Regions from separate parts of the Mus musculus genome. Here regions 1, 2, 3, 4 and 6 are each linked to region 5. The links are chromatin contacts, called in public HiChIP or PLAC-seq and promoter capture Hi-C maps. All regions are on one chromosome and are shown on one strand. Each heading gives the region's core, a stretch centred on a gene start, on an enhancer-like site or on the middle of the called end of the contact. The rest is flanking DNA. Distances are from core to core; before and after follow the strand shown.

Region 1 (4,849 bases), core at 2,043-4,542, 860 kb before region 5:
AGAGGCACAGTCTACCTCTTGGTCAATCGCATTCATGGCCTGCCTGCCTGCCTGCCTTTCTATCTTTCTGTCTGTCTGTCTTGGGTTTTCAGCTGAATGCTCCAGCCTACATGTATGTGCAGATACACACACGCACAGTCTCTCCTTGGCCTAAGGTTCAATGATTGTGCTAACCTGGCTGGCCAGTGATCCCCCAAGACTCACCTGTCCCATGAGGGGATTACAAGTGTGTGCCATTTAGCACTTTATCAACTGAGCTATCTCTCCAGTCCCTACTTGAGTCCCTGTCTATCTGTCTGTCTGCTGTCTGTCTGTCTGCCTGTCTTGGGGTTTTCATCTGAATGCTCCAGCCTACATGTACGTAAACACATACATGTACAGGTATTTATGCTTTGAGTCCCTACTTTTATGTCTTTTATCATACTGAGGAAAAGGGCTGAAAATGAGGTACCCTGGGGACTGGAGAGATGGCTCAGTGGATAAGAGCACACTGGCTGCTCTTCCAGAGGTCCTGAGTTTAATTCCCAGCAACCACACGGTGGCTCACAACCATCTGTAATGGGATCCGCTGCCCTCTTCTGGTGTGTCTGAAGACAGCTACCGTGTATTCACATAAACAAAATAAATAAATAACCTTTGATCTTTTTAAAAAATGGTGTGCCAGAATCAGAGTAAAGATCAAAGTGTCTCCTAATACAGATGGGCTCACGAAAGGGGAAGGGTCATTGAACAAGCAGCTTATAAACACCTGTGCTTACCTGCAGCTGATAGGCCAGGTCAGCCTGTGCTCGCCGGGTGTTGACCTCGATGTCGTAGGTGGCTTTCTTCAGCTCATAGTCCCTCTGTGCCTTGGCCATCTCTATTTCACTGAGGCACTGTGCAGATACCTTCTCCTGCTTGGCCTTAGCCTCCTAGGTCAGGGTTAGTGAGGAAGGCCAAAGGGTAAGGGCCTGCTCTCTGTCAGACTCTCTATAGCCACCCCATGCTTGCTCTTTGCCAGGACCCCCCCCCCCCACAACGGCTTGGCCCACCACACTCAGCTGGACCTTCCAACCACCCTGTGCCCTTGTCCCCTGAGAATCTAGCAAGCCAGTGGTGACCGAGCAGCCCCATCTCCCTCACCCGTATCCCGGCATCTCTCTTGGCCTCTGCTTCGCCAATCCGAGCATCTTTTTGGACTTGTGCCGTGCGAGCCTTTCCTAACGAGTGTAAGTAATCCTGTGCGAGAGGGAAATCAGTCTCAGGAGGGTTTGAGATGGGATCAGGAAGGATCAACTGCCTTGGCTTTTGTTTGTCTTGTGGTGTAGGATGGAGCCGGGGGGCCCCCAGCACACTAGGCTAGGTCACTGCTCTATCACTAATCACATTCTGTTCTTTGAGATAAGGTTTATTATACAGGTCTCTCTCATACTTGCCTTGTAGACCAGACTGAGCTCCAACTCACAGAGACCCACCTGCCTCTGCCTCCTGAGTGCTGGGATTAAAGGCCTGCACCACCACATCAGGCTGTTTTGTTTTGAGACAGGATCTCATCTCATAGCCAGGGCTAGTCCGGAACTCATTATGTAGCCCAGGCTGGAATGGAATTCATATGTAGCCCAGATGACCTCCTGCTTTAGGCCCCCACCCCGCCCCCACCCCAGTGTTGGGATTATAGGTGCCAGCTATCAAGTCTGCCTCGACCGACTATTTTTACCTGGTCATCATGAATATCCTTCAAAGTGTAGCTAACCACGCTGATACCCATGTTGACCAGGTCGGAGGAGGCCACTTTGAAAACCTGCTCTGAGAATTTCTGTCTATCCTTATAGATCTCCTACAGAGAAAGAACAGTAGGAAGAGGGCAGTCAGATTCATCACCTGTCACAGGTGAGCTGGTCTGTCATGGTCTTCTCATCCTGACATGCCACCCAGGTTTTCTCCTGTCCCCTGGCCCTACCTCCACAGTCATGTGGGCCATGATTGCCCTCTGGTGGCCTTCCAGTGTCTCCAGGGCAATGTGGGCAATCTCCGCCTCTGTCTTCCCCAGGAACATCTGGCAGGCAGCTGCCAGCATCTCCTTGTTCTGGCCCTGGATTTTCACCTGCGGCCGTAGTAGAGATAGAAAGGGTATGATGGTGGAAGCAAGGAGAGGAGGAGCAAGAGCTAGGGGTCTTGGGGGCGGCGGCTGAAGGTGAGACCAGCGGAAAGACAGAGTTGAGAAGTCCACGGCCAGAGGTGCTTAATGGCCAGGAGAAAGGTGGGGGTGGGCTTTGGGAGGAAGGCTCTGAGAGCCTCACCTGGGCAATGCCCGTGACTGAGATGGGGACCCCGTGGCGGGTATAAACCTTTTCACTCTTGACATTGAGGGTCAGTGTGTTGAGAGAGATCCTAGGGGAAAAGGAGCAGACAGTAAGAGAGAGAGAGAGGAAAATGGGTTCCCTTCCTGGGTTCTGTTGCTACCTACCTCTGGATTTGCTGAATGCAGGGTAGGACAAACACTCGGCCTCCGGCCACCATGACTGGGGGGCTCCTGCAGAACCCTGTATTGTGGGGGCATAATGTGACCGTGGCAAAGCTGAAGACCATTGGGGTAAAAGGTGGAACGCCCATGAGGAGAATCTGGATGCTGGGGTGGGGGTGGGGGTGGGGAGAATTCTATGCTTTGGAGGCTGGGAATCACAGGTGGTTTGTGGCCGTCGCAGGCAGAACGTAAGGGCTGGGAAGCTGGTGCGGACAGGAGGGGGCATAGGTCAGGTTTAAGGGAGGGCGTGGGGTGGGTGTCACTGGCTGGGAGGAGACTTACCGGAGACCACCATGGCCTCATTTGGGCCACAAGTGAAAAACATGGTTGAAGCTGCAGCTGGAGAGGAATAGAGAGGAAGCCTTTGCAAAGGGGAAGGGGCCCTGTGGCACCTCCTTACCCTCCTATCAGGAGCACCAACTGCCTCTGCCACCGCCCAGTCCCTTGAGCGCCCCTGTGACAGTCCTAAGACACCCCCCCCCCGGACTTCTTCCTCTGTGCCAGTTGATTCTCACAGTCTTCCTCTCACCGCGCCCCCTAGCCCCTCTACCACACAAAGCTCTCCCGCGCCCAGGGGTCTGCAGCAGTTCCGCAGCCTCCAGGCTCTTCAGTAGCCCAAGGCTCCGCCTCCCATCCCCACTCACCTTCCGGAACGTCCCCGTAAGCAACCCCACCGGGGTCTTGAGAAGCGCGGAGGCCCGCAGAACCCCAGAACGGGGTGGGGACTGCTCGGACACCCGGCTTAGTGGAAGCTGCACTTGCGCCCCCCACCCGGCCGCACCCTGTTGCAGCAACAGACGCGACCCCGCCCCCTCCCAACCCCTCGGTCCGCCCCTTTCCCGGCAGGCTCCGCTCGGGTCCGCAGCACTACAGTTCTCGGCAGCCCAGGGGGATGCCAGACATTCTCCCCCCCACCAACAACCAACCCCCCCCCCCCCCCGCTCGAAGCATTGGCGTGGAAGCTCCGCCCCCAACCGAGGCCACGCCCTTCCACTCTGGTTCCTGAATACCCGCCGCCTGCCATGAGTAAGCAGGTTGCCACACCACTCTCTAACTGGGAAAACCGCACACCCAGCAATGTATGACTGCATCCGGTGACCGGATATAGGTCTGTAACTCCAAGAAAGAGTTCAGGACCCAAGAAAGGGTGAGGACTGGGCACCTAGTCACATCCTCCCGCCACTCCCCCCTCCCCCCCGCTTGAATGATACACTTCGAGAACTGCAGATAATAATGACAGGCAAATCAAGTTTATTCGTGTTCACAGAACATACATACTAGGCGACCCCAGACAGCCGCCCTCTGACAATCCATGGACCCAAGACTCCTGCAGCTGCCCCTGAGAAGCAACCAGAAGACATCAAAGGCCGGATTCCCAAGGGTCTTCCAAAGCCTTACAACAGACTACAGAGTTGAAGTGCTGGAAGACGGAGTGTTACCCCTAATCTTATTACACCCCCCCCAGACTAATCCCCAAGCTGGGAGTCCTACCACCCGGGTCCTCCCTCCCACAACTCTGTCTTACCGACCCTATAAATCGTAATAAATATCTGTGTTACAGCAGGGAGGCATATCTCGCACCCCTGCATAAGTTAGAATAAATATTACATACACCCCTCCTTCACCTAGGAGGATATACATAAATACATAAATATTAATTAGACACGGAGAAAGTCTCTGTCCGTCCCCAGTGGGCCTAGCCAGGACCCGCGGTGTCTCTTGGCGGTAGTGTTCTGAGTTAGCGTTGCCTTAGAAATCCCAGTTTGGGATACGTTCTCTCGCACCAGGTACCCATCCATGGTGCCTTTGTTTCTTCGGACTGTGACCCATCGCGTTTAGAAGGCCGCCGGATGTTGCTGGAGAAAAGCTTTAAGATCCAGCGCATAGTCCGAGGACTCCGAGGTCAGGTTCAAAGGCTCGAGGACCGGGGGCGCAGTAATGGGCGCAGAAATGGGCTCAGGTGTCACGGCGCTGGTAGCATCCTCCGGAGCCAGGGGCTGCGACACACCCTCTTCAGCCATCAAAATCTGGCAGAAGATGATGGCGAACAGGAGAAAGAGGACCCTCTTGGCAATGTTGGGTTCCTCGGTTGGTAGCTGGCGCCGGACCTGAGCAGATAAAAGAGGGAAACGTCAGATCGAAGGTCCCTGCGCCTAGTTGTTACCTACAAGTTCCAGGGCGACGCGACCTCCTGATGCCCACTCGGGCGATACTCACCACTCGAGGGTAGAGCACCCTTCGGCTGCGTTTTCGGTGCCCGCGAGAAGTGTTCAAACGCGCGGTGGACACCACGGCCCGCTCCGGGAGAGGGTCGAAGGTGAAAATTTCGGGACCAGAGCCCCGCCG
Region 2 (5,104 bases), core at 755-3,254, 810 kb after region 5:
CGCCTTTAATCCCAGCACCCCGGAGGCAGAGGCAGGCGGATTTCTGAGTTCGAGGCCAACCTGGTCTACAAAGTGAGTACCAGGACAGCCAGGGCTACACAGAGAAACCCTGTCTCGAAAAACCAAAAAAAAAAAAAAAAAAAAAAAAAAAAAAAAAAAATCCTGTCTACTTGATGAAGCCTAAAGATCTCAGGTTGTGGGGTCCTGAGACCTTCCCAGTCGGTGAACACATTCATATGGTGGGGATCGGCACACCTACCTTTTGGGGGCAGAAGCTACTGCACCTGAGCTCTGCCTGGCTGTCTTCCTATGAACCCTTTGTTCTTTAAAATATTCCTCATGGTGTTAGAGATGTGGCTGGATGTTAAACGTATATGTTGCTTGCAGAAGTTGAGGTTTCCAACTACAGCACCTACCCCCAATGGCTCCCTCTATCCCCAGTTCCAGAGAGTCTGAGACCCTTTTGGCCTCATCAGACACTACATAGATGTGGTGCACACACAGACAAGCACGGATGAGAGTGCACACACGCTCATGCACACACACACACACACACACACACAGATAGAGACAGAGATAGAGAGACAGAAAGAGAAAGAGAGAGACAAGAGACAGAGACAGGGAGATAGGCAAAGAAATACAGACAGACAGAAACAGAGAAGCAGGAGAGAGAAATGTTTTTAAACTCTTGCAGTAAATGAACAATAACGGTCTATTTGCACAGACGCTGTGCCTTCTCCATTTTCCAAGCCAAGGGGCTCTAACTCAGCCAAGCTGGGCAGAAGTCGCGGTAATCCTGGGGCTTCCCTCTTGTGCTTGATGTGAGTGCTGGGAATTGAACCTGGGTCCTCAGCAGAGTCACCCAGTTCTCTTCATTGCTGAGCCACCTCCCCAAGGCTCTGACACTAAATCAGGCTGTTGCTTTCCACCTGCAGTGGTCTAAGGTCTTAAGGTAACAAATTTAAATAACTTAGTATACCCGGCTTTCCTAACAACAGCCAACCAAACAAAACTCAGAAAAGGCATTTTCAAGCTAATTCCACTCTTCTACCAAAATCATATGGTGTGATAGACTTCCACATCTGGCAGGGCATAGGTTTGGGACGAGCTTGAGGCTCATGTGCACAAGGCTGAAAACAATTAGCGCTTCTGTATGTGAGACTGGATGACAAGGGAGGACAACCCAAGATTCCTGTGTGGCATGCATGGCTGTCTACCCCAAAACAGACCTGCAGAGCACCTCACTATTGACAGGGACATAGAGTAATGTGGTTGGCATACTTGTGATCCCAGCACTGAGGCAGGAGGATTGCCATGAGTTTAAGGCAAGTCTGGCTATAGAGCGTGACTGTCTCCAATGAGAAAGAAACAGACAGACTACAGTCAGACAGATAGATAGACAGACAGACAAACAGACCAACAGGAGGAGGGAAGGGGACAGGAGAGAAAGAAACAGAGTCAAGAAGTAGTCAGTCTTGCTCTGTGCTGGAAATATTCTTGACTTTGATACCACAGAACACTTATGTCATGCCAGGCACCATGTTAGGAACCAGGACCCAGCAGTACCCAGTCCTAACCTACGTCCCCACAGGGACATCCTTCACACAGTCTATGAGAATGGCTCATTATTAAAATTGCTGTAAAATACAGTGCACAGGGCTGGAGGAATGCCATAGTCTGGAGACTGGCTACTCTGGGGCACTCAGACCTGTTAGCTAGCAAAAATGAACATGTTTTACCCAAACAGGAGCAGGAGAGAGAAGGTTCAGGAGGTTATCTTACCTGCCCCCATACAGTGCAGACTGAGGACCAGCAGCAGCAGCCAGAGTGCAGCCATGTTCCACTCTCTGAAGGTGCAGGAAGGCCAGGCCCCTGGGCACCTCCTGCAAGGGCCTCAGGTTCTCTCCTGCCCCAGCCTGGGCAAATGATCTTCACACACTGAGGTAAATATGGTACCTCTTGCTCAGGCCCCTTGCTCCTTGCTGCCTATGTGGCCCCGAGTCACTCAGCCCCTCCTTTGTACCCACTCACTCAACCAAATCTGGGGTCCTAAAGGGAGTGGTCAGATTAGCTGGGTAGTTAAGTCAGTCCAATCACTAAGTGACTTAGCCTAGCATCATCGGTTAATAGGTAAACCTCATTGTGCCCTGTGCTTTAAGAACAGGACCTTCTAGGTGGTTTCCTGAGGTCCCTGGGGGTGATCGCTGAAGCATTTCCAGGAAATACAACCCTGGCCTGCCCCTGGGTTGACTTTCTCATCTCACACACTTCCAAAAGAAAAAAGAAAAAGAAAAAACAAAAAAACAAAAAACTTCTAGACAACTTTCTTCCTCTCTGAAAGGGACGTTGCCTAGGAGATAGTACATACACCCCTGGTCTGTCCTGTCACTCAGGAGGACACAGGTGGCAGAGGCAAGACTGTAGGGAAGGAAGGAGGTACAGATAGTGTACACAGTTGCCTTGTGTCAGAGCAGGACTGGACGACAGAAAGCAATCCAACCTTAGAGAGCAGGGGCCAGCCTGGAAACCCCATTCCCTCCTGGGCTGCTTACCAAGCCTCCGTTCCTCCTAGGCTGTAGGAGCTGCTTTGGGAGCCAGGACGCCCTATCTTCCTGCACTCGCGCATCTCTGGGGCAGTTCTACTGAAGCTCTTGGTCAAAAGCTGACCTCAGGCCCAAGCTCAAGCGTCTTCCCCTCCAGAGTCTCTGCTTCCCTGAGTGTGCCCTGCCCCATGCTCCGCTCTGTTGAGCTGACCTCTGGATTAGGAAGATGCTATAGTAGAGATGTGGTGCCCCTACTATTCTCCTGGAAAGGACATTATCTACTGGTGACACTTGAGTGTGTTTGCACATGTGCACAGGTGTTCCTGTGTGTGGGTGCTTGTGTGTATACAGCATGCATGCACCTATGTGCAAATGTGTGCAGAGGCCACAGGAACACCTTCCACCTTATTGGTTGTTGTTTTTTGAGACAGGGTCTCTTGATGACCTGGAGCTGGCCAGGTAGGCTGGGCTAGCTAGCCGGAAGCCCGGGGACACACCTGCCTCTGCCTCTGCCTCTGCAGCAATGGAACCACAGCTGTGCACAGACATGTCAGGCTTTTTTGTGGCGTTTTGTTTTGTTTGTATTGTATGTTTTTGTTTTAATGTGGGTCCTGGGGATTGAACTCAGATACTCCCAATTGTGCAGCAAGCAGTTTACCAACCTAGCCATCTCCCCAATCTTAGTGCACTTTTCTTTTTGTGCTAAGAATTCAACCCAGAGCCTCATACACAATAGGATAGATTTTAAATGGCAAGTGCATCTTTTGTTGGACTGTGAATTGCAAAACTGATAGTGTCTTCTATGCCTATAGAAATCTTACATTGATCTCATAAACACACAAACACACACACATGTGCATATATACATACATACACATATAGGCATACACATATACAAACATACATACACCATACATACACCCCACAGTCACACACACTCACAGACACACAGACTCACGGACGTGTCCTCCTCTCTCTCTCTCTCTCTCTCTCTCTCTCTCTCTCTCTCTCTCTCTCTCTCTCTCCTGGGCTGGGAAGAACCCAGATAACCGAAGTTGGTGACACTTCTGCTGAGAAAAAGGGGAAGAGAGGAGCCACAGTCACCCCAACCCCCTCAAAGGCTTACTCCACCCTCCTCCGCCCCCCAACCCACTCCACCCCCCCACCCCCCCACACACACCTGCTCATTTGCAGAGCTCCGTCTGCTCCAGGAGTCCCATCTCTTTTACCTTCTCTTAAGACAGCTCCAAAACAATACAAGTGACTCCCAGCCTCCAAGCCCTCTTTTCCTGGTATGCCTTTCTTCTGTTGCAGGAATCCAGTCTTGACCCCATCTCTGAGCCTACTACCTGTAGCCTAGAGAGAAGGCCTGCAGAGCCTCACTTGGGCACCCTCCCCCTCATGGGCGTGGCCACGGCAGTGGGACTGAGTGGAGTCCCCTCCGGGAGTCTAGCTCTCTGCTCCAGTAGTCAAGGAGATGTGAAACCTCTTGAGACACCACAGGAAGCCGTAGGAGAGGATTTCACTTCCATATTCATGTGAACATGTACGGAGGGTTTTAGAGTCAAAACGGAAGCCCCAGAGACCTGTGCTCAGCAAAGCGGTTCCTTCTACACACACACACACACACACACACACACAGAGGGCTTCTGTTTACCAGCACAGCTAGCAATAGGGCCTCCAGTCAGGGTCCCATGGACCATTCTTTGAAGGCTACTACTTGAACACACACACACACACACACACAGTCCTCATCTTTCCTGCCTCTCCACCTGGCCTGGCTCCCACATGCCTGCAGTGGGCTAACACTGAGGGTTTGTGCCAAGCATTATAGGTAATTCACAGGAGAGGAAGGCAGTACTGCCTAGTTCTGACTCCCCTTCGCCCCCGAGCCTGGCAGTACTGGATGGAGTTAATGGAGTTCCACAAGGAGATGGGGGTCACTGGAAACAGAAACGTGTGCCAATATTGATACTGTCACTGGAGTTGACATTACGGGAAGTCACACATGTGGCCCTGTGTTTTCCGTGGGACGGTGGCCTTAACCATATGAGTTTCTTCTAGGCATTTCCTAAATTCATCCCATGTAAGCCCTCTGCTTCCTCTTCTGCACAGATGGTTTTAATTCAAGGCCACATTTTGTGACAGAAGAAAAAAAAATGCTGGACCAGTCAATCACTTGTCCACAGTGGCTTTCGGAGCCAAAACTAAATAATTTTATTCAGAGAATCAACTGTATGTATATGTCACTGGAGAGTGACCAACTGGAAGCCTCTTTTTTTTCTTTTTTTTTTTTTGAGACAGAGCCTCACTACGCAGCATAGGATGGCTTTTAGCTTTGGCAATGTTCCTGCCTCAGCCTCCCAGATGCTGGGAGTGCAGGCGTGTCCCACAATGCACAGCAGAAGGTACTTTCAGCATCTATTCTGTCCTAAGTTGTTGCACGGAGTATCATGTTCCCAGAAATCATAAGAAAAAGCTGAACATACAGTTCAAAACATTGACGGAATGGTGTGCTGGAATCCCCGAGTCCCAGTGCTTCAGGTGGGAGCCAGAGGTCA
Region 3 (4,774 bases), core at 1,532-4,031, 860 kb after region 5:
TGCATACATGTTTTGGTTAGGTGGTATTCTTGTGGTGTGCTTGGCGCTCTTCTGCAACCCATAACATCAGGAGTGAGGGCATCTCTGACTTTTTAGGGATCCTTTTCCTCATACCGAGTTGCCTTGCTCAGCCCTGATAGGAGGGCTTGTGCCTAGTCTTATTGTAACTTGTTACGCCATGTTTGGTATCAGGGATTAATAGATTTGGGGTTGGTGGGAGAGTGGAGGCAGGGGAAACTTTGGTTGGGATGTGTCTTAGTCAGGGTTTCTATTCCTGCACAAACATCATGACCAAGAAGCAAGTTGGGGAGGAAAGGGTTTATTCGGCTTACACTTCCATACTGCTGTTCATCACCAAGGACGTCAGGACTGGAACTCAAGCAGGTCAGAAAGCAGGAGCTGATGCAGAGGCCATGGAGGGATGTTCTTTACTGCCTTGCTTCCCCTGGCTTGCTCAGCCTGCTCACTTATAGAACCAAGACTACCAGCCCAGAGATGGTCCCACCCACAAGGGGCCTTTCCCCCTTGATCACTAATTGAGAAAATGCCTTACAGTTGGATCTCATGGAGGCATTTCCTCAACTGAAGCTCCTTTCTCTGTGATAACTCCAGCCGTGTCAAGTTGACACACAAAACCAGCCAGTACAGGATGTAATGTATGTAAAGAATAAAATAAATTTTTTTTTAAAAAATGAGACACCTTAACAGCAATAATTGGGGATTGGGAAAACACCACACACTACAAAACCCAGCAAATTGACAATTAGCACACACCTTTAAATAACTGGATCTTAGTGGTCTCTGTCCACCATCCAAAAGACACAGACCAGCAGAGCGGCTCAGAGCACAGGAGCTTCCCTTTTGCTGCATACAAGGATCACACTGGAGCATCAAGCAGGAAAGGTGGGCATAGGAATCCCAAGCAACAAGCAACGGAGTTCCTGTTCCAATATCTGACCAAACAGGCTCCAGACTAAACCCATCAGAAGGAATGAGGAGGATCACGCCATGCTGATGCTAGAAACCATCCCTCAAGCTGGCATTCCAACTCTAAGTGTGAAAAACCAGCAGTACCCTCGGTTTCCTAGAACAAATACTACCAAATAAAAAGTGAAACAGTGGGTGACATAAATACCCCACTGGCAACAAGGGGCAGGTCATCCAGGCAAAGGCGTTGAAGGACATCTACAGAACACTCCACCCAAACAGCACAGAACTCAGTCTTTTCAGCTGGCCACAGGACTTACTCTAAAGAAGAAAGTCTACACACATACAGAAAGGTAAATTGCTCCGTTTTCCATTTGTATTCTTTTCTGGAACGAAGCTAGGAATCAACCACAAGAAAAACTACAGAAAAAATAACTTGGAGATTGGATGAGTAGGTCATTGAAAAAAATCAAGAAAAAAAATTAAAGTACTAGAATAGAAAAAAGAAAAACGAAGGCTGTCCTGATTGGAAGGTTTCCACTCTGCCCCCGCTACAAAAGCAGAACCGTCCCAAGCAGAGCTGTCCCAAGCGATACCATGAACCTTAAAACATTAGGAAAACAAGAGTGAACTTAATCCAAAGGCAGTAGAAGGGAAATTCGCAGGAGAGAAATGAAGAGAATGAAAACGAAACAAAAAGCAACCAAGAGTTGGTTCTTTAAAAAGATAAACAAAGTTGACAAACCGTTAGCCAAATTAAACAGAAGGAAGGAAAGTCCCTGTTTAGTAGGCTCATAGGTGAAAGTGAAACATTACAACGGATGCCAACAATAAAGATGTAAAGATGTGCTACACTTTAAAGAACTGTATTTGATCTGGAAATGGTCCTGCACGCCTTTAACACCAGAACATGGGAGGTGGAAGCAGGGGAATTTCTCAGAATTAGAGCTTAGAATGGTCTAGATGGAGAGTTACAGGCCAACCAGAGATACATAGTGAGACCCCGTCTCAGTAAAACAAACCAGTCTTCATCTTGGACTCATAAATAGGACATGGTATAGTACTCGAATATCCGTTGCTCTTGCAATGGCTGCCAGTGTAATTCCCAGCACCTACACAGAGCAGCTCATAACTCTAGCTCCATAGGGGTCTGATGCCTCTGGCCTTTTCTAATATTTGTTTATACTTGTATTTATATGCACATACAATTAAAATAAACATTTATGAGACCGGAGAGATGGTTCCGCAGTTAAGAGTACTGTCTGCTTTTCCATAAACTTAGGACTCAGTTTCCAGTACCCATATGGCAACTCCTAACTACCTGTCATTGGAGTCCCAGGGGATCTGACCTGTTCTCTGTCCTCTGTGGGCACCGGCTGTGTTCCTGGGGAGAGGGGCAGGAGGACTGCATGTGATATGAAAAGGGGGGAGTGATAGGTCTAAAAAGGTTGAGATGAGAATGGCAGTGAGGATGAGGGAAATGAGAAGACTTTATGGGTGGGGTGTGAGTCCAGCACTCGGGAGGCAGAGGCAGGGAGATCTCTGTGAGTTCAAGGCCAGCCTGGTCTACAAATTGAGTTCCAGGACAAACAGGGCTACACAGAGAAACCCTGTCCTGAAAAACAAAACTAATAATAATAATAATAATAATACAACCACTTAATGAACTAACTAAAAGATACAATTAATTTTTGAAGGCTTGGCTATACCATGCAGAGATGAATAATGCCACCCGTCAGAAACCATAGATCTCTAAGCCGAAATCCCATTGCCAAGTGTGGGTTTTCTCCCTGTGTGTTGCTGGCCAAGAAGCCCTGAGAAGCGCTCAAGACAGGGCGGATACTGTCGTCACTCTCAGTTCCTGTTCTGCTTTTCTTCCTGCTGTTGTGATCAAAAGCCTCCTGGGGAGGAGAGACTTTGTTTCAGCTTGTACCTGAAGGCCACTGTCCGTCATGGAGGGATGTAAGAACGGGAATTCAAACTGGAGCTCCCAACTGAAACCACAGAGGCACGCTGCCTACTGCCTCACAGCTCTCATATACAGGCGCGGCCACCTGCCTTGGGATGGCCCTGTGTCCCCGGGCTTGGTGGGTTGATTCTATGCTGTGTCAAGTTCACAGTTAGAGCTACACACGCGAGCGCCCCCTGGTGGGGATTTATTGCTAACATCAGCTAAATGGTCTTAGAGCAAAGCTGCTTTCAAACTGCATTTAGGTTGCCAGATTGGTTCTGCCCCGTCTGTGGCCAGAGAAGATGCTTTTCATGGTAGGCAATGGCCAGGACATACTCTTAACTGGACAAAGTTCTGGAACGAATGACAGCTAATGGCTCAGCCCTAAGAGAGACATTGATATTACCCCCCCTCCAAGCCTAAGGGACATGGTGGAACGGGGACAGAAAGACTAAGGTAAGAGCCTGAGGCTGGGGTTGAGGAGGGGCTATGAGACACCACCTCGTGGGTATGACATCCTGAACACACGAAGGCTGTGATGACTGTTTCCAGGCAGAGTGTAAGAGGGGACCTGGAACAGACTATGCTAAAAGTCTGAAAAAGAGGGGGGTTGGAGGATGGAAACTAGGTCTGACTGGTGTAGGCAGGTAGTTTTCAGGCAACAGGTATACCAAGAGGTGTCTCTGAGACCAGGATTACCTCTACTGAAGGCAGTCAGTACCTACAGTGATCTTGAACCACAAGATGAAGCCAAATCCCAAACTGCCCGAGTCAGAGTCCCAAATGTGGTGAAGGGATGTGAGGGGCAGAGCCAGCCTTAGTGGCTATTCTAAGAAGTCTGACAAGGGGACATCACAGATGAGACGGATGAAGGAAGTGCATTCAGATCTCCCTGGTGACTCCAGGACCTGACAGTTTCCAATGTCACCCATTTCTTCCCATCCATTCCTGCTGAGCCTGCCAACAGGAGTCACGTTCAGGAAGGGACAAACATCCTGGGCCTTTGCCAGCACTGCTGCTATGTGTCCTACCGTCATGGTGACTCCATTTGCTATGGGTAGCAGGGGTGCAGGGGATAGGTGCACCTAGCCCTCACACAGAGCTTGACAGCCATGCTGTCTGTCTGAAAGCTAAGTCATGTGAATGGGCCTTTCCTCCTATATAAAGTGATGGTGGTTGTGAGGAAAGAGACTGGGGGCCTGTAAGGCAGAATAACACTTCTCCTTGATCTTTCCTTGGATTTAGGCTTCTGGCACAAGGCAACAGTGATGTCATCTCAGAGACCCTTCCTCTTCTGGCTTTGAATCTCCCAAATTTCCCCTGCTAACTACTAACTACATCAGCTGTCCCAAATATGGGTAAGGGTACTGGAACACAAGGCAGCTAGGGGGATTCTCCTAGCCTAGAGTGCACTACAGTCTGTAGGTCTTAAGAACCCGCTGCCCCACCCCCTGCACCCAAGGAGCCCCAGGGGAGACAGGGGACAAGGCCGGCTACACCTTTGCAGGACCACCTCTTACCAAAGGCTCCTCCTGCCTCATATCCCGGAAACGGCAATGTGAAAAATAAATCCAAGTGTTTCCTCCCAGCCCCCGCTCCCAGAATGAGGACTCTGAGGCTAATTATTTGTTAATAAATGCCTACGCCATAAACTTCGGCTTGCTCTCTGACTTGCTCCTAACTTATTATCTCTTTTCTTCTATTCTGTTTCCCACATGGTTAGTTACCTCTCCTCAGCTTCACGCCTCCGAGTCCCAGGGCAAATCTCCTCTTTATCCAATGCTGGTTTCTGTCTGTCCATCTCCTCAGCGTTCCTGGGCGAATGTCTCCTGTATTCTGGCCTCCTTTCCGTCAGTCCGGGACACTTCTTCCTCAGCGTCTATCCTTGAATCTCTC
Region 4 (5,089 bases), core at 1,623-4,122, 910 kb before region 5:
CCAGGGAGGAAAGATGGGGGAAGGGACTGGGATATTTTGGAAGAGAAGGCTTTTCTTGTCCCTAGAGAGAAGGAAGCACTGTCTAACATTTGCCCAGTTTGGGGGGAGGGGTAGGCAACCCTGAAGTCACCCACTTCAAATGGCCTCTTCTTGCCAGGAGTGGGGGCCGACTTGGGGTCTAAACTCCTTCTTCCTTCAGCCAGCTCTGTTCCATCACCCCAACCCACCCCCCACCTCTGTTCTGGAATGTCCTCCATTAGCTTTGACCCCCTCCTCCTTCTGGGGCTGAGACCTTCATTCCAACTTCCCTGAACTTCTCCGTCAACCTTCTCTGTCCCCCTGGGTTATTTTCACACGCCTTCACAGGTACGTTATCTTTTCTCTCTTACCAGAGGGTTAACTGGGTCAAAAGCCCAGAGGAAGAAAAGGAGAGGGGACCGAGAGAGTGGGGAAAGAAGAAACAGGCAGGGCACACCCGAAAACGACACACCCCAACACAGCAGTTGAGTGCAGAACAGAATCCTTGGGGCTCCAAAATGAATGGCAAAGGAAGGCTACCCAGAGGAAGGGTGTGTGCAGGGGGAGGAAGGGAGTCGGCAGGAATAAAAAGAATAGAAGACAAGAACACACACATATAAAAAAGCCATCCAGTCAGAACTAGAAAGAGACTTCTACCCAGTCAGGCATGGTAGCTCTCTTACCTGTTTGTGATGTCTTTCAGGGGACCCCTTGACAAGGCAGCTGCGGCTGAGACGGAGGTAGCCCCCCAGCACCAAGATCTCCTCTGCAGTTGGGTACCGCTTCTTCCCAGATCCAGACCCTGCAGCATCAGCTGTAGCAGGGTTGACTGGAGGGGCTGGGCTGGCAGGGGGCGCACACCTCCGTGGGTTGACAGTGAAGGTGTGTCCACTGCGGCGGGGGGCCCCCACCCCCGGTCCTGGTTTCACCCCATAGAACAGACGGCTCATGAGGGGATCCCCAGAGGGTTGGGGGGCAGTTGGGGCCGAGGGTGGGGGAGACAGAGGGGCTGGTGTTGGGGGCCGGGGTTCTGCCGCTTCCTCTTCCTGCTGTCTGGAGCCTTCCGTCCCAGAGTGCTCTGGTGGGAGGGGGGAGGGCCCAGAGCAGAGGTTCTGCTGGGCTCTCAGAGGCCTGCTCTGAGCCTCCGCCTCCTCCTTCTCAGCCTCCTCTTCAGCCTCCATACCAGAAGGTCCTGGGTGCTTCTCTGAAGATGCTGGAGGATCTGGCTTCTGAGTTTGTGTATCTATGTCCCAGGTCGTCCGTTCTCGAGCCTTCCCAGAGTTTAGGGTCCATTTCCAGCTTTCAGTGGGTCTCTGCTCAGCAGTCTCCACTTCGCTCGAGGTGATGTCTTGAACCTCCTTTGTCACCGGAACAATCCCTGAACTCAATTTCTCTTCCTCTCTCCCACACCCTTCCAAGTAGTCTTTCCTCTCTTCACCGGACTTCAGCCTCCACTCTGTGGCCTCCAGCTGTATCAAGCTCTGTTTCTGGGGTTCTCTTGAGTCAAGATTCCATTTATGGACATCTGTCGGGCTGGCCTTCTGGTCACCAGGCTCCCCAGGGCTCAGAATGCTTTCCAACACCTCCTTTCTCTTGGGACTGTCATCTCCAGAACCCGCTAATCTCAGACTCTCCTCTGGAGTTTCTCCAGGGCTCAGCCTCCATTTCTGAGCCTCTGCTGGTCTGGAACTCAGGTCTCTGGCCTCTGCTGGGCTCTGCCTCCAGTCTCGAAGAGACCTCGAACTTGACTCTTGGGCTCCCCCTATCACCAGCCTCCTATCTCTGGACTCCCGGGGACTTAGCCTCTCTTCTCTGGACTCTCTTCCCTTAGGACTCTGATCTCTTAAATTACCAGGACTTGATCTCCTTTCTAGAACCTCCAGAGGCCCAGCCTTCCTATCACCAAGCACCTCGTTTCTCTGCTGCTGCTGCTGTTGCTGCTGCCGCTGTCGCTCCTGTTGGATGAATCGATTCTGATGTACTGGTCCAATAGCCTCCAAAAGGACAGCAGATTCATCTGGGTCTGGAGGTCCAGCCTCAGCATTCCCAGGCACAGGGCTCCCCTCTCCAGGAGGCAGGCCCAACTTGGCTCTGCGTCGTTCCAGGATTCCCCTCTTCCAGGCTGGCATCTGGGACAAGCGATCCCGTTCTGCTTTCTCGCGGCCACGAACCGCTGCCTCCTCCTGCCTCCGCCGGGCTAGCAACTGTAGCTTCCAATCTGGGATAGCGGTCATGGTCACTGGAAGTGAAGGAGAGAGTATTGGGGGACAGGAACAGGAAGGGTAAGCTTCAGAGGAGCCCGGAGACTGAGAATGGGGGTTGGGGGAGGAAGTGATGCGGGAAGGGACGAAGAAGGGCAGGAGGGGACAGTGGAATTAAGAATGAAGATAGAGGAAGGCCGTGAAAGGAAGGACAGCAAAAGAGTCAGGAACTGAAAAACTGAAGAGAAAAGCTGGGTGCCAAGTTGGGGGTGGGGATAGTGGGAGAGGAAGAGTCGAGATTCCGGGCAGAGGCAGAGCTAGATTGGGGTTTGTGGGCACCAGACCGTCCCTAAGATATAAGAAAGGGGAGAGAGGAAAAGCAGGAGAGAGAGAGGAGCCGGAGGAGCCGGGGCTGAGAAGTGAGCGGATTCAGTCAAGACTGCCTCCCCCGGTACGCAGGGGGAGATAAACGGGAAGAACAGGGAACCAGACGGCGAAGGGCGAGGAGATCGGGCAGGAGGTGAGGAGGTGAGGACAGATGTAGAGGGCAGAGGTCCAGGGTAGAAGGGGAGACCGGGAAACAGGCAAGGGCGCCGGCGCCTCTTCGCACGGGGCCCCCGCAGCTCCCGGCTGCCTTCCCGGCTGCGCTCGGCCCCGCCCCTCAGTCCGGCCCCTACCCCACTGTCTTTCCCGCCCCCGAGGCGGGTCAGGGGAAATACCCTCCTTGGGGACTTTTGGTACCCGAGCAAGTGTGCAGCCCCGTACATTCCCAGAACCCTGGCGTCCAGCCGCGTTCAGTCCCTACAATCTCGCCGGCCTCCCCACCGGATACGCTCCAGAACTCGGGCGCGACGAGGACCCACATCACGCCTCTGCTGTCTTCCCCAACCAGGGAGCCGGCTCTCAGGGGACCTTGACCCAAAGGGTTGTGCACCAGAGGGAACTGAAGGGACAATCTATGCAAAAGGGGAGACACTCCAGGGAAGATCTGGAGCCAGGAGGCACTTCTCTTAAAGTGGGAGCCACATAGTCAACTTACACGCCTCGGGGTCCCTAGGAGGAGGTGCAGTGGAGTCAGGCGTCGGGAGAGAGGAAGAGGAGGAGAGAGGCGAAGGGAGATCCGGAGGGAGGGAGGGAAACAGAGGAGGAGGGAAGAGGGAGCCTAAGAGGAGGGACGGAGACGCAGACTGGGGGCCAGGCGGGGGCGGCGACCGCTTTGTCTACGGACAATGGGGCGAGGGAAGGGGGCGCAGGGAGGAGCCCGGCGAAGGGCGGGGCTTCGCTGCCCTCCTTCCCGCGTGGACTCTGGTGGGACTTCTCTCTTGCTGTGGCTATCCCCTCGCTCTCCGTTGTCTGTCTCCAGAGACCTTCACCCGCTTCCTTCCTTGCAGCCCCGAAGAAGCGGGGTGTCCAGACCCACTTCTCCAGCTGGCCGACCCGGGGCGGCGGCCCGTGACTCAGGCCCCCTGAGGGACATGGGGAGGAAGCGGCAGCTGCTTGGAGTCGGACCCGCCCTTCCCATCTCTCGCCGCTCCTCCCCACGCTTTTTCTTTCCCTAGCCAGTCTTTGTTACCGTGGCAGAGAAGGCGGCTGCCAGGCCCTGGGGTCTGAGGCAAAATGGCTTTGGGAGTTCGCTCTCCTCCCAGAGAGTTATTCTGTCTCCCGTGGGTTCCCTGATTTATACGCGGAGAAACTAATATTTGGAGGGAACAGGACTGGACGACTGAGAGATGGGGCGGGTCCATGGGGTGTGGCCCCAGCCTTGCGATCGTTTTAGAGTGCTCGGCTATCACCGCAAAAACTAGGTCTCATCTTCCTTCCCACAATTGGTTCTGCGGCTTGAGAGTCATGGACAGACAAGTGGATATCATATGTATAAAATTTTATTTTTTCTGCAGCGCATATCCTTTGGGAGAGCAGGGAGCCCTGAGTCAACCCGAGTTAAAATCGGGAGACGTCGCCTTAGGAGACCACACAGAGCTGTAGGGAAAGACCTAAGGAGAAACTAAGGCAGGAGTGGGGAGGAAGCACAGCCGCGGTACAAAAGAGCCACTACTTATAAACTTTCAGATAGGCCCTGACATAGCTCCCTGAGGTGGAAACATGGAAGGGAATCCCTGAGGTGCAGAGCCAATAACAGTGCCAGGGGAGTGAGTGCTCCCCAGTGTGAGCTGAGGTGCTCCCCTGTGTGAACTGACCCAGTGTGTGTGGAGGTCATGCTCTAAGAGAAAAGGAGACTCATGAGTTTTGTAACCATTCTTGGCTGGTGAGAGGCGGATCTTGAAGACCAGTGGAGGAAACTTTGAATAAGAATTCAGGATCAAGATTCAGGAACTGAGTTCTCCAGCAGGAGAGGGCACAGCCCCTTCAGGGCATGACTTCCAACCTCCTCCGCGGTCTGAAGCAAACTCCGTCTGGATACTAAGGGATTTGATTTTGAGGTGGGAAGTAAATTCAGGGCTTAGAACTAGCTCCTCACTCTGCTTCCCCATCCTGAGGTCTGGAGAGAAGGTGGAGTTTTCTTTGTAGCTGAGACCGAAGGTAGCGGAGATCTTGCTGGTCAAGCCCATGAGCCAAGCCCAGGTAGAGGGTAAAGAGAAGAGCCAGGAGGAGCCGATCGGTGCCCAAGGTGGGGACCACCCACAGCACAGTCAGCAGCTCCACACACACTGGGTGTCGAAGGTGGGAAAAGAGTCTCAGAGCCCGAGGAGACTTCAGGGACAGGGGCTCGCCCAGTCCCAGCACATGGTAATAAACCTGGAAGAGAGAACATCACGGAACTCAAAGTCAAGCCCTCTATCTCAGTTGCCTCCGTCCTCTTCCCAGCATCCACCCTCAAAGCCCAGGAGACCTACAGTCACTCTCCTTTA
Region 5 (4,348 bases), core at 1,798-4,297:
GGAGCTTCTGGCTGAGGCTCTCTCTCTCCTCAAGTGTTCTTGGCTTCCTCTTCTGCCCCTGATGCTTCCCACCCCTTAAAAGTCCTCCACAGTCCTCCCAGCCTCAGAACCCTGAACTCTGTTGTCTCCAAATATGGAACTCAATAAAAGCCTAATTCCCGAATGAAACAAAGTTTCTCTTTTGTGTGTGTGTATGTGTGTGTGTGTGTGTTGGGAGTGAGAGGACTGGTACTGGGAATTAAATTCAGGGCCTCTTGGATGCTTAGCATGTTTTCTACAAATGAGCAACAGCCCTGGCAGTTTGGGGGATTTTTCAGACCCTCCAGTCTTCAGCAGTTAAATCTACCACTGTGGGGGCTGGTGAGATGGCTCAGGGGGTAAGAGCACTGACTGCCCTTCCGAAGGTCATGAGTTCAAATCCCAGCAACCATGTGGTGGCTCACAACCATCCGTAACGAGATCTGATGCCCTTTTCTGGAGTGTCTGAAGTCAGCTACAGTGTACTTACATATAATAAATAAATCTTAAAATAATAACAACAACAACAAAACCTACCACTGTGCTTCTGCCTCAGAAGTACCCAGGCTAAGAGAACAGACAAAATTTCAAATACCTTCTTGTGGAGAAATGGACATGGGCTGAGTACAGCAGCTGTTTCCGTTAATCCTAGCACTTGTGTGGGGAGACAAGAGGATGGAGCTGAGTTCAAGGCCAGCTTCCAGGCACACAGTCCCAGATATCCTGTGCTACAGAATGAGACCCTGACTCAAATTTTCTTTTAAAAGAGAGTTCTATGTATTGCTGATTGACAGGGTAAGAGTAAACCCAAGTGGTCACAGGTGGTGGTGAGAGGCCTCTAAGGGAAGGGAGTCTGCAAGTCTCCAGAAGTGACTAGGTAGCTAACTAACATGGACTCCTGGAGGAATCCCCAGCCAGAGGTGCACAGAGTAATGGAAAATTTTTTGAAGTTTAACCAGTTTGACTAGATCAGGGTGGTGACTCATTAGAACTGAATTCATCAGGTCTAACTATGGAACAAGTTGCTGCTGGCCAATTCTTCCCACACAAACAGAGGATCTATGAAGCAGCATCTTCCAAACACTGGCTGAGATCAGCAAACTACAGCACAGACAACTAAATGCCCTTGGATTCCCAGAAGAGATATTCTGATATGGACTTATGTACACACACACACACACACACACACACACACACACACACACACAGAGAGAGAGAGAGAGAGAAAGAGAGAGAGAGAGAGAGAGAGAGGGAGAGAGAGAGAGAGAGAGAGAGGCAGGCCAATGGAGTTGTATTTAAAAGCAGGGCTCCCTCCAGAAACTGCCTCCTCCAATTCACACTCAGAGACCTGTGTGTGTAGTTTGTAGTGCTTGTCTGGAATTCCAGCACTTAGGAGTCAAGGCTAGAGGAGCAAGAGTTTAAGATCAGCTTTGGCTACACAGTAAGTTCAAGGCCAGCCTGGGCTATGTAAGACCCTATTTCAAAATAAAAGAAAAAAAAGTTTAATATGAAAAAGATGTGTGTATGTGACAATTAACAGTCTCTCTCTGCTATGGGTGTTATCTACGTTGTTTTTTTTTTTTTTTTTTTTTTTTCTGAAAGAGAGGCTCTAATGTAGCTAAGGCTAGCCTCAAACTCTTCATCCTCCTGCCCGCCCCTCCAAAGCATGAGGATTACAGAGGTGGGCCACCATACCCAGTAACCTCATACTGTGGTTTCAAGGCATCTGACTAGGGGGTCTTTAATTCCTACACAGGAGGAGAAAGGAGGGGCAGAGAAGGAGAAAAGGGGACATCACTGACAGCTAAATGTACTTATAATTAAAAGGGAGAGGGTAGACCAGGCATAGAAAGTGATGTTTAGGACAAAAAGCTAATAGGGTGAATTAGTAGGCGGGCCCCAACACCCAGGCTTAGGATCTCACCGGAAAGTTCGCAGGGCACTGTGAGGCAAGATGCTATCAGAGGATAGGGCACGCCATCTCTTCTAAAAGAGGTGAACAGACAGAGACGGCAGACACAGACAGAAGAACCAACGAACTGTTGATTAACCTGACCTTACTACAGCAGAGCACAGACCCTACAGTGGTGCTTGGCAAAGAGCAATTTTTATTTAATCTTTTGAGATAGGGTTCCTCTATAACGGAGGCTGGTCTTGGACTCTCTACAGTCCTTCTGCCTCACCGTCTATGGAAAGTTTTTTCTTACTAATGTCAGGCTGCAGCCTGAGGCAAAGGGAGTGGCTACAGCCTGGCACGGTCGATTAAGCCCTGCTCTCCGGGTCCTGGGACACTTTCCTTTTTCCTCTTTTGAGTCACAGGTCCTCCTAACATGAGAATCAAGTATTTTCACGCTGATTTCCTTATAAAATTGTGAGAACTCCATAGGCGATGTACCGCCTACTCCTACCTTAACCGTGATGTAAAGACAGCAAAACAAATGAACTATACTGCAAGATCTCTTCTATTTCCCTATTCAAACCTAAAATGAAGAGGGAGGGGGAGACATGGACAAGCAAGCATTCCACAGGCGCCCCTGCCCAACGCTGTCACTCAAACCAGGACCCAATCACAGACTTTTTAGCCAAGCCTTATCCCGCCTCTCTTGAGAAACTTTCTGCGTCCGCCATCCTGTAGGAAGGATTTGTACACTTTAAACTCCCTCCCTGGTCTGAGTCCCACACTCTCACCACCCAGCACCTTCAGGAGCTGACCCTTAACAGCTTCACCCACAGGGACCCCGAAGTTGCGTCGCCTCCGCAACAGTGTCAATAGCAGCACCAGCACTTCCCCACACCCTCCCCCTCAGGAATCCGTACTCTCTAGCGAACCCCAGAAACCTCTGGAGAGTTCTGGACAAGGGCGGAACCCACAACTCCGATTACTCAAGGGAGGCGGGGAAGCTCCACCAGACGCGAAACTGCTGGAAGATTCCTGGCCCCAAGGCCTCCTCCGGCTCGCTGATTGGCCCAGCGGAGAGTGGGCGGGGCCGGTGAAGACTCCTTAAAGGCGCAGGGCGGCGAGCAGGGCACCAGACGCTGACAGCTACTCAGAATCAAATCTGGTTCCATCCAGAGACAAGCGAAGACAAGAGAAGCAGAGCGAGCGGCGCGTTCCCGATCCTCGGCCAGGACCAGCCTTCCCCAGAGCATCCACGCCGCGGAGCGCAACCTTCCCAGGAGCATCCCTGCCGCGGAGCGCAACTTTCCCCGGAGCATCCACGCCGCGGAGCGCAGCCTTCCAGAAGCAGAGCGCGGCGCCATGGCCAAGAACACGGCGATCGGCATCGACCTGGGCACCACCTACTCGTGCGTGGGCGTGTTCCAGCACGGCAAGGTGGAGATCATCGCCAACGACCAGGGCAACCGCACGACCCCCAGCTACGTGGCCTTCACCGACACCGAGCGCCTCATCGGGGACGCCGCCAAGAACCAGGTGGCGCTGAACCCGCAGAACACCGTGTTCGACGCGAAGCGGCTGATCGGCCGCAAGTTCGGCGATGCGGTGGTGCAGTCCGACATGAAGCACTGGCCCTTCCAGGTGGTGAACGACGGCGACAAGCCCAAGGTGCAGGTGAACTACAAGGGCGAGAGCCGGTCGTTCTTCCCGGAGGAGATCTCGTCCATGGTGCTGACGAAGATGAAGGAGATCGCTGAGGCGTACCTGGGCCACCCGGTGACCAACGCGGTGATCACGGTGCCCGCCTACTTCAACGACTCTCAGCGGCAGGCCACCAAGGACGCGGGCGTGATCGCCGGTCTAAACGTGCTGCGGATCATCAACGAGCCCACGGCGGCCGCCATCGCCTACGGGCTGGACCGGACCGGCAAGGGCGAGCGCAACGTGCTCATCTTCGACCTGGGGGGCGGCACGTTCGACGTGTCCATCCTGACGATCGACGACGGCATCTTCGAGGTGAAGGCCACGGCGGGCGACACGCACCTGGGAGGGGAGGACTTCGACAACCGGCTGGTGAGCCACTTCGTGGAGGAGTTCAAGAGGAAGCACAAGAAGGACATCAGCCAGAACAAGCGCGCGGTGCGGCGGCTGCGCACGGCGTGTGAGAGGGCCAAGAGGACGCTGTCGTCCAGCACCCAGGCCAGCCTGGAGATCGACTCTCTGTTCGAGGGCATCGACTTCTACACATCCATCACGCGGGCGCGGTTCGAAGAGCTGTGCTCGGACCTGTTCCGCGGCACGCTGGAGCCCGTGGAGAAGGCCCTGCGCGACGCCAAGATGGACAAGGCGCAGATCCACGACCTGGTGCTGGTGGGCGGCTCGACGCGCATCCCCAAGGTGCAGAAGCTGCTGCAGGACTTCTTCAACGGGCGC
Region 6 (5,066 bases), core at 332-2,831, 930 kb after region 5:
CCATGCACCTGTCCCAATGCCTCTGCCCCTCTCAGGAGGTCTTTTCATGTAACTGCCTGATGGAAGCCGGACTCTGCTCACTCCCCCACCACTGCCTGGCCCTCCTGCTGATGAGGACGCTAAGTTCCCAGGCTACAAAAGAGATGGCAGTGTGTGGCTCAGGCATGCTGAATATGGAAGGCAGGGGTGCTTGTGACCCTAATAAATTCCAAATCCTCTTCCCTGCCACCTCCGGTTCTTCTTGTGTCCAAGCCCTCAGACCCTTCCCCACCTCCCCCTCTCTCCCCTTTCCAGGGATTGTTCCCTTTCACTGCCTGGTCTCCCAGGGCAACCCCCGCCGCCGGGTGTGAGAGGAAAGAGTGTATGTCACTGTGTATGCGTGACACTCTGGGTCTTTTCAGAGGGAGGGGATTCTGCCCCCACCCCCTCTCATTGGTTCTGCAGCACCAGTCACCCACCCCCATTCCCCGAGTTCCTTATGGACCCCAAGGGTGATTTGTTCTTGGCCCCATCCTGGTGTCCAGTCTGGCCTTGGAAGGGGGTCTTGGAACAGGTGGCCCTCCCCCACCCCTCCTTTCTCTTTTCCCCTCCCTTCTCTCCACCTTACAATAGCTGCAGCCGGCCTGGGGTCGGATGGGGGGGATTAGGGGAGGGGGCCAGGATTAGGGGAATGGACTAGCCGATGAAAGGGGCTGGAGGAGAGCAGAAGGAGGGGGCTGGGAGGAGGAGGAAGGGGAGGGGGTCCTTGCTAATCGACTCTGGTGCCCACATAAGGACTGGCCACGGACTGAAGGAGAGAACAGGGAAGTAGGGGGTAACTGGGTTGGGGGGCGAGGGGACCCACTGCTAACTTGTCCCAGAGATAGGACACCCCCTGGCAGCCGCTGCACAGGCTGGCGGGGGGGACGAATACCCATCACGGTCTCTTCCTCTGTGCCCCTTATTCCCGACTCTGAACCGGCTCTCAACCGGTATGGCCCTGCTCCTTCTCCTTCTCTCTCCTTCTCGTCCGCTTCCTTCACTCCGAGTCCCGGAGTGGCTTTGCCTACTTTCCCACGCCAGACATTCACTCGTGTGCTCCCCGACTCCCCCCAGGGGCCCGCCCCATCTGGTGTCCCCGCTTCCGCGCGGCGTCTCTATCCCCGGTGCCTCCGATGCGCTTCTCTCCCCGTCCCGGGCCGCGGCTCCTGATTGTCCAAACGCAATTCTCGAGTCTCTGGCTCCGGCCGAGAGTTGCGTCTGGACGTCCCGAGCCGCCGCCCCCAAACCTCGAGGGGGAGAGGCCGGGCGGAGCGCGGGACGGTCCCCGGACACCCGGGACCCCGCCGCAGCCCTAGGATCTCAGGGCGCGCACCCAGCAGCAGAGGTGCAGCTGCGGCCGGCTTTCCGGGGTTCTCAGGCCCGGCTTGAGAGAAGTTGGGGATCAGCGCCACGGAGGGGATCCTCCGCCCTCGGGCTCTCCACATGCACCAGCACCCACCGGGCCGGCTCACCGCGCGCCCGGCGGGGGAGGGGGAACCCGGTTCCACGGCGCGCGTGGCGCGCGAGGGCGGTGACGTCTCCGTCGCGGGGTGGGATACAGGGAGGGCGGAAGTGACGTCGAGCCTCGGCGCCCAGGCCATGGCGGCGGTGGCGGTGGCAGCAAGGGTTGCGGCGTGAGTGGCAGCTGCGGACCGAGCGGACCAGGGCAGCGGAGCCCCGGGGTTCCTGGGGAGAGGCCCGCAGCAGGGCAGCGCGAAGGCCGGAGCTGGGTGAGGGGCCGCGGGGCGCACGCCCAGGGTCAGGGGGCGGGGTCTGCAGAGGGGCGGCCCCGACAGCGTCTCCCCCCACCCCCTTCCGCAGACCTCTCTCAGCGGAGCCCCGCTTGGAGGGGGAGGGTCTGTGCCCCGTCACCATGACGACGCCGGCGAATGCACAGAATGCCAGCAAAACGTGGGAACTGAGTCTCTATGAGCTGCACCGGACCCCGCAGGTGACAGGGATCTTCCAGCCCCAGCTTACCCCCTCCCACCAGCCCTCTCCCTCCCTGCCACACTACTCTTGGCCCGACTCTGTCTTTGAATCACCTTTTATCTTCTCAAAGCACTAAAACACCTACCTCATTTGATCCGATTTAACCCCTCAAAGTGGCCATGGCAGCGAGGTACAGCAGATATCACCGTTTTAATTGAAGCACGGTAAACAGAACTTACCGTCCCGGCCCTGTCCCATCTCAACAGCCACATGTCAATGTACACATATATATATTCATCCTGCGAGCTTAAATATAATTCCCTCTCCAGTTTTCTGACTCACGTGCGCTGGGACGACATCGGAATCTGTTTGACAGACACCCTGAACTTCTAGTCTAGGTAGTCTTGCTCTTTAGAGTTTTAAGAAAGCCTGTTGAGGCCGGATGTGATGGCGAAGGCCTTTAACCCCAGCACTCCTGAAGCCAGGACAGGTGGATCTCTTAAGTTTGAGGTCAGCCTGCTTAGAGGCCTGCCAGGAATACATGCATATGGAGACCCTGTCTTGAAAACAGCAAACAAAAAATGAAGAAGTCTTGTAGCATAAATATCCTCCAACCCATAGATCTGTGCCATTCCCAGCCCTAGTCCTCTCAACAAACCCTGGCCTTTCTGTTTCAAAACTCCTTGTAAATGGGCCCTCATCCCTTCTGTTCTGGTAATCTCCAAGTCATTGGTCTCCTCCATCCCAGAATTCCCATCAGTTTGGTCAGCATGGCTGTCCAGGTTCTTACCTTTCTCAAAGCTTGCCTCTAAAGTCCCCTTCCCCCAACCCACTGCCACCTTCTGATGACCCAGGAAGCCATCATGGATGGTACAGAGATTGCGGTTTCGCCTCGGTCACTGCATTCTGAGCTCATGTGTCCCATCTGCCTGGACATGCTGAAGAACACAATGACCACCAAGGAGTGCCTGCATAGGTTCTGCTCGGACTGCATCGTCACCGCCCTGCGGAGCGGGTAACAGGAGGGACATGTTTGCCATGGGGCCAGGCGGGTCAGCCTGGGCATCCATGATGGGAGTTGGCCCTACAGAGCTCCCTTCCTCCCACACCCAGGAACAAGGAGTGCCCTACCTGCCGGAAAAAGCTGGTATCCAAGCGGTCCCTACGGCCGGACCCCAACTTCGACGCCCTGATCTCCAAAATCTACCCTAGCCGGGAGGAATACGAGGCCCATCAGGACCGGGTGCTCATCCGCCTCAGCCGCCTGCACAACCAGCAGGCGCTGAGCTCCAGTATCGAGGAAGGGCTCCGGATGCAGGCCATGCACAGGTGTGGAGAACCAGAGACCTTGTTACCCATGGGTCTTGTCTGGAGTACGGGCCTGATAGTCTGCATTCGAGCTGCCAGGTGGCGACCGTGCAGCTGACGTTGGGATTTGAGGGAAGTGTCTGTTCTCAAACAAGCTAACCTCTGCCAGCCCTCTTTAGGCCTGTGTCTCCAGCCATCAGATAGAAGCAGGAAGCCTCACTAGTAGGGCCACGGCCTGGGGGGGGCTCCCCCTGAAGTTTAACACTAAGGGCTTGAATCCTGCTCTTTATAACCTGGAGTGTTTGTTTCTGCAGGGCCCAGCGTGTGAGGCGGCCGATGCCTGGATCTGATCAGACCGCCACAATGAGTGGGGGGGAAGGAGAACCTGGGGAGGGAGAAGGGGATGGAGAGGATGTAAGCTCTGACTCCGCCCCAGACTCTGCTCCAGGCCCTGCTCCCAAGCGACCCCGCGGAGCGGGTGCAGGGGCCAGCAGTGTAGGGACAGGGGGTGGGGCTGCTGGTGGGGCTTGCGGGGGTGCCGGTTCTGAAGACTCTGGTGACCGGGGCGGCACCCTGGGAGGGGGAACCCTGGGGCCCCCAAGCCCTCCTGGGGCCCCCAGCCCTCCAGAGCCCGGTGGAGAGATTGAGCTTGTGTTCCGGCCCCATCCCCTGCTTGTGGAGAAAGGAGAGTACTGCCAGACTCGGTGAGGAGCCCTGCCTTTGCAAAGCCAGACCACCTGGAAACTCGAGCTCAGAAATCTGTGTCAGAAGGGGGCTTCGGGCCTGGGGTGTAGTTCAGTCAGTAGGGTGTCTGTCAAGCATGCATACATGAGTCCCTGAGTTTGCTCCCCAGCAACATATAAGCCAAGGGTGGTAGTGTACACCTGTCATTCCCAGAGGCAGGGGGATGAGAAGTCGAAGGTCATCTTCAGCTACATAGCAAGGTAGAGGCTAGCCTGGGGTACCTGAGTGCCCCCCCGCCCCCAGCCAGAACTTTTGGAGAAGGCTGTGCACTCAAGGACTCTTGCCCCCTCCACCCCCAGGTACGTGAAGACTACTGGGAATGCCACAGTGGATCATCTCTCCAAGTACCTGGCCCTGCGCATTGCCCTGGAGAGGAGGCAGCAGCAGGAAACCACAGAGCCCGGAGGGCCTGGTGGGGGTGCTTCGGACACAGGCGGACCTGATGGGGGTGGTGGGGAGAGAGGCGTTGCCGGAGGAGGCGAAGGTCCTGAGGAGCCTGCGCTGCCCAGCCTGGAAGGTGTCAGCGAAAAGCAGTACACCATCTACATCGCTCCTGGGGGCGGAGCGTTCACGGTGAGCATCTGATGGTAACAGAGAGCCAGGGTGGTGACCCGTCTCAGCCCCTGCTCTGTCCTTCTCTGGGGGCTTCTGTTGAGCCACACCCTCACTGGTTTTCAGGGTTTTTTTCCCTTTCTCCCGCCCCCCCCCCTTTTCCTCTTGTCCGTTTCCTCTTTTAACTTCCCTCCCCCTGCCTCCCTCTCTCCATCCCTAGACGCTGAATGGATCACTGACCTTGGAGCTTGTAAACGAGAAGTTCTGGAAGGTGTCCAGGCCCTTAGAGCTCTGCTATGCCCCCACGAAGGACCCAAAATGATGTCACAAGGGGACAGCTGGAACATGGGGACCACAGGGTGTCTCTGTGTCCCAGCTCAGCCTGCCAGCTTCATCTCCCAAAGCCCCCCAGCCAGACAGCAAGAGGACAAAGGAGGACAAATGGCTTTTATACAAAGTATCTATATTGAATTAGTCTATATTGGACAGCACGGGCCCTGTACCCACTA

What was found. HiChIP or PLAC-seq counts read pairs in DNA pulled down with a chosen protein or histone mark. Capture Hi-C pulls out chosen DNA fragments and counts their contacts.
Region 1: a FOXA1 HiChIP or PLAC-seq map of pancreatic cancer cells shows a contact between it and region 5. The contact joins the promoter of Flot1 here to the promoter of Hspa1b in region 5. A contact is called at or near these places in 1 of 39 promoter capture datasets (the 3T3-L1 cell line) and 1 of 115 datasets of contacts at active chromatin or transcription factors (pancreatic cancer cells).
Region 2: a contact with region 5 is called in an H3K4me3 HiChIP or PLAC-seq map of bone marrow-derived macrophages, with 6 times the contacts expected there. The contact joins the promoter of H2-DMb2 here to the promoter of Hspa1b in region 5. A contact is called at or near these places in 4 of 39 promoter capture datasets (the C10 cell line, frontonasal cranial neural crest, hippocampal neurons and 1 more) and 2 of 115 datasets of contacts at active chromatin or transcription factors (bone marrow-derived macrophages and embryonic hindbrain).
Region 3: an H3K4me3 HiChIP or PLAC-seq map of pro-B cells shows a contact between it and region 5, with 3 times the contacts expected there. The contact joins the enhancer-like site here to the promoter of Hspa1b in region 5. A contact is called at or near these places in 4 of 39 promoter capture datasets (the 3T3-L1 cell line, the C10 cell line, hippocampal neurons and 1 more), 1 of 484 Hi-C or Micro-C datasets (adipose-derived mesenchymal stem cells), 6 of 115 datasets of contacts at active chromatin or transcription factors (astrocytes, bone marrow-derived macrophages, effector CD8 T cells and 3 more) and 3 of 9 other capture datasets (adipose tissue, macrophages and pancreatic islet).
Region 4: a FOXA1 HiChIP or PLAC-seq map of pancreatic cancer cells shows a contact between it and region 5. The contact joins the promoter of Ppp1r18 here to the promoter of Hspa1b in region 5. A contact is called at or near these places in 2 of 39 promoter capture datasets (the 3T3-L1 cell line and hippocampal neurons), 1 of 484 Hi-C or Micro-C datasets (B cells) and 2 of 115 datasets of contacts at active chromatin or transcription factors (microglia and pancreatic cancer cells).
Region 6: a contact with region 5 is called in a promoter capture Hi-C map of adipose tissue, with 2.4 times the contacts expected there. The contact joins the promoter of Ring1 here to the promoter of Hspa1b in region 5. A contact is called at or near these places in 3 of 39 promoter capture datasets (liver and pre-B cells), 2 of 484 Hi-C or Micro-C datasets (B cells and rod photoreceptor), 8 of 115 datasets of contacts at active chromatin or transcription factors (bone marrow-derived macrophages, embryonic midbrain, embryonic stem cells and 4 more) and 3 of 9 other capture datasets (adipose tissue, liver and macrophages).

Annotation. Positions count from the first base shown.
Region 1 is chr17:35,821,800-35,826,648 of GRCm38.p6, reverse strand. It overlaps Flot1 (flotillin 1), which reads right to left and starts at 3,292. Exons shown (of 13, transcript NM_008027.2): 1 at 3,148-3,292; 2 at 2,786-2,842; 3 at 2,447-2,522; 4 at 2,280-2,370; 5 at 1,940-2,083; 6 at 1,697-1,816; 7 at 1,123-1,218; 8 at 759-911. The coding sequence starts at 2,828. Ier3 (immediate early response 3) reads right to left here. Exons shown (of 2, transcript NM_133662.2): 1 at 4,721-4,849; 2 at 3,738-4,611. The coding sequence ends at 4,339.
Region 2 is chr17:34,142,149-34,147,252 of GRCm38.p6, reverse strand. H2-DMb2 (histocompatibility 2, class II, locus Mb2) reads right to left here and starts at 2,004. Exons shown (of 6, transcript NM_010388.5): 1 at 1,783-2,004. The coding sequence starts at 1,837.
Region 3 is chr17:34,099,963-34,104,736 of GRCm38.p6, reverse strand. No RefSeq gene overlaps it. Among named protein-coding and RNA genes, the nearest start is that of BC051537, 7.0 kb to the right of the region's middle. Within about 2 kb of position 2,781, at least 148 of the 459 cell types and tissues checked have an H3K27ac peak or open chromatin away from gene starts, as enhancers often do. A contact at or near this core is called in adipose tissue, bone marrow-derived macrophages, effector CD8 T cells and 3 more, where this site is marked.
Region 4 is chr17:35,864,398-35,869,486 of GRCm38.p6, reverse strand. It overlaps Ppp1r18 (protein phosphatase 1, regulatory subunit 18), which reads right to left and starts at 2,872. Exons shown (of 3, transcript NM_175242.1): 1 at 702-2,872. The coding sequence starts at 2,252. Nrm (nurim (nuclear envelope membrane protein)) reads right to left here. Exons shown (of 4, transcript NM_134122.2): 4 at 4,087-4,976. The coding sequence ends at 4,695.
Region 5 is chr17:34,957,937-34,962,284 of GRCm38.p6, reverse strand. Hspa1b (heat shock protein 1B) reads left to right here and starts at 3,047. Exons shown (of 1, transcript NM_010478.2): 1 at 3,047-4,348. The coding sequence starts at 3,278.
Region 6 is chr17:34,021,195-34,026,260 of GRCm38.p6, reverse strand. It overlaps Ring1 (ring finger protein 1), which reads left to right and starts at 1,581. Exons shown (of 7, transcript NM_009066.3): 1 at 1,581-1,751; 2 at 1,843-1,972; 3 at 2,808-2,968; 4 at 3,067-3,282; 5 at 3,576-3,965; 6 at 4,305-4,578; 7 at 4,778-5,066. The coding sequence starts at 1,895. The coding sequence ends at 4,879. Mir219a-1 (microRNA 219a-1) reads left to right here and starts at 1,169; the gene lies at 1,169-1,278. It overlaps Mir219c (microRNA 219c), which reads right to left and starts at 1,249; the gene lies at 1,190-1,249. H2-Ke6 (H2-K region expressed gene 6) reads left to right here. Exons shown (of 9, transcript NM_013543.2): 9 at 36-228. The coding sequence ends at 52.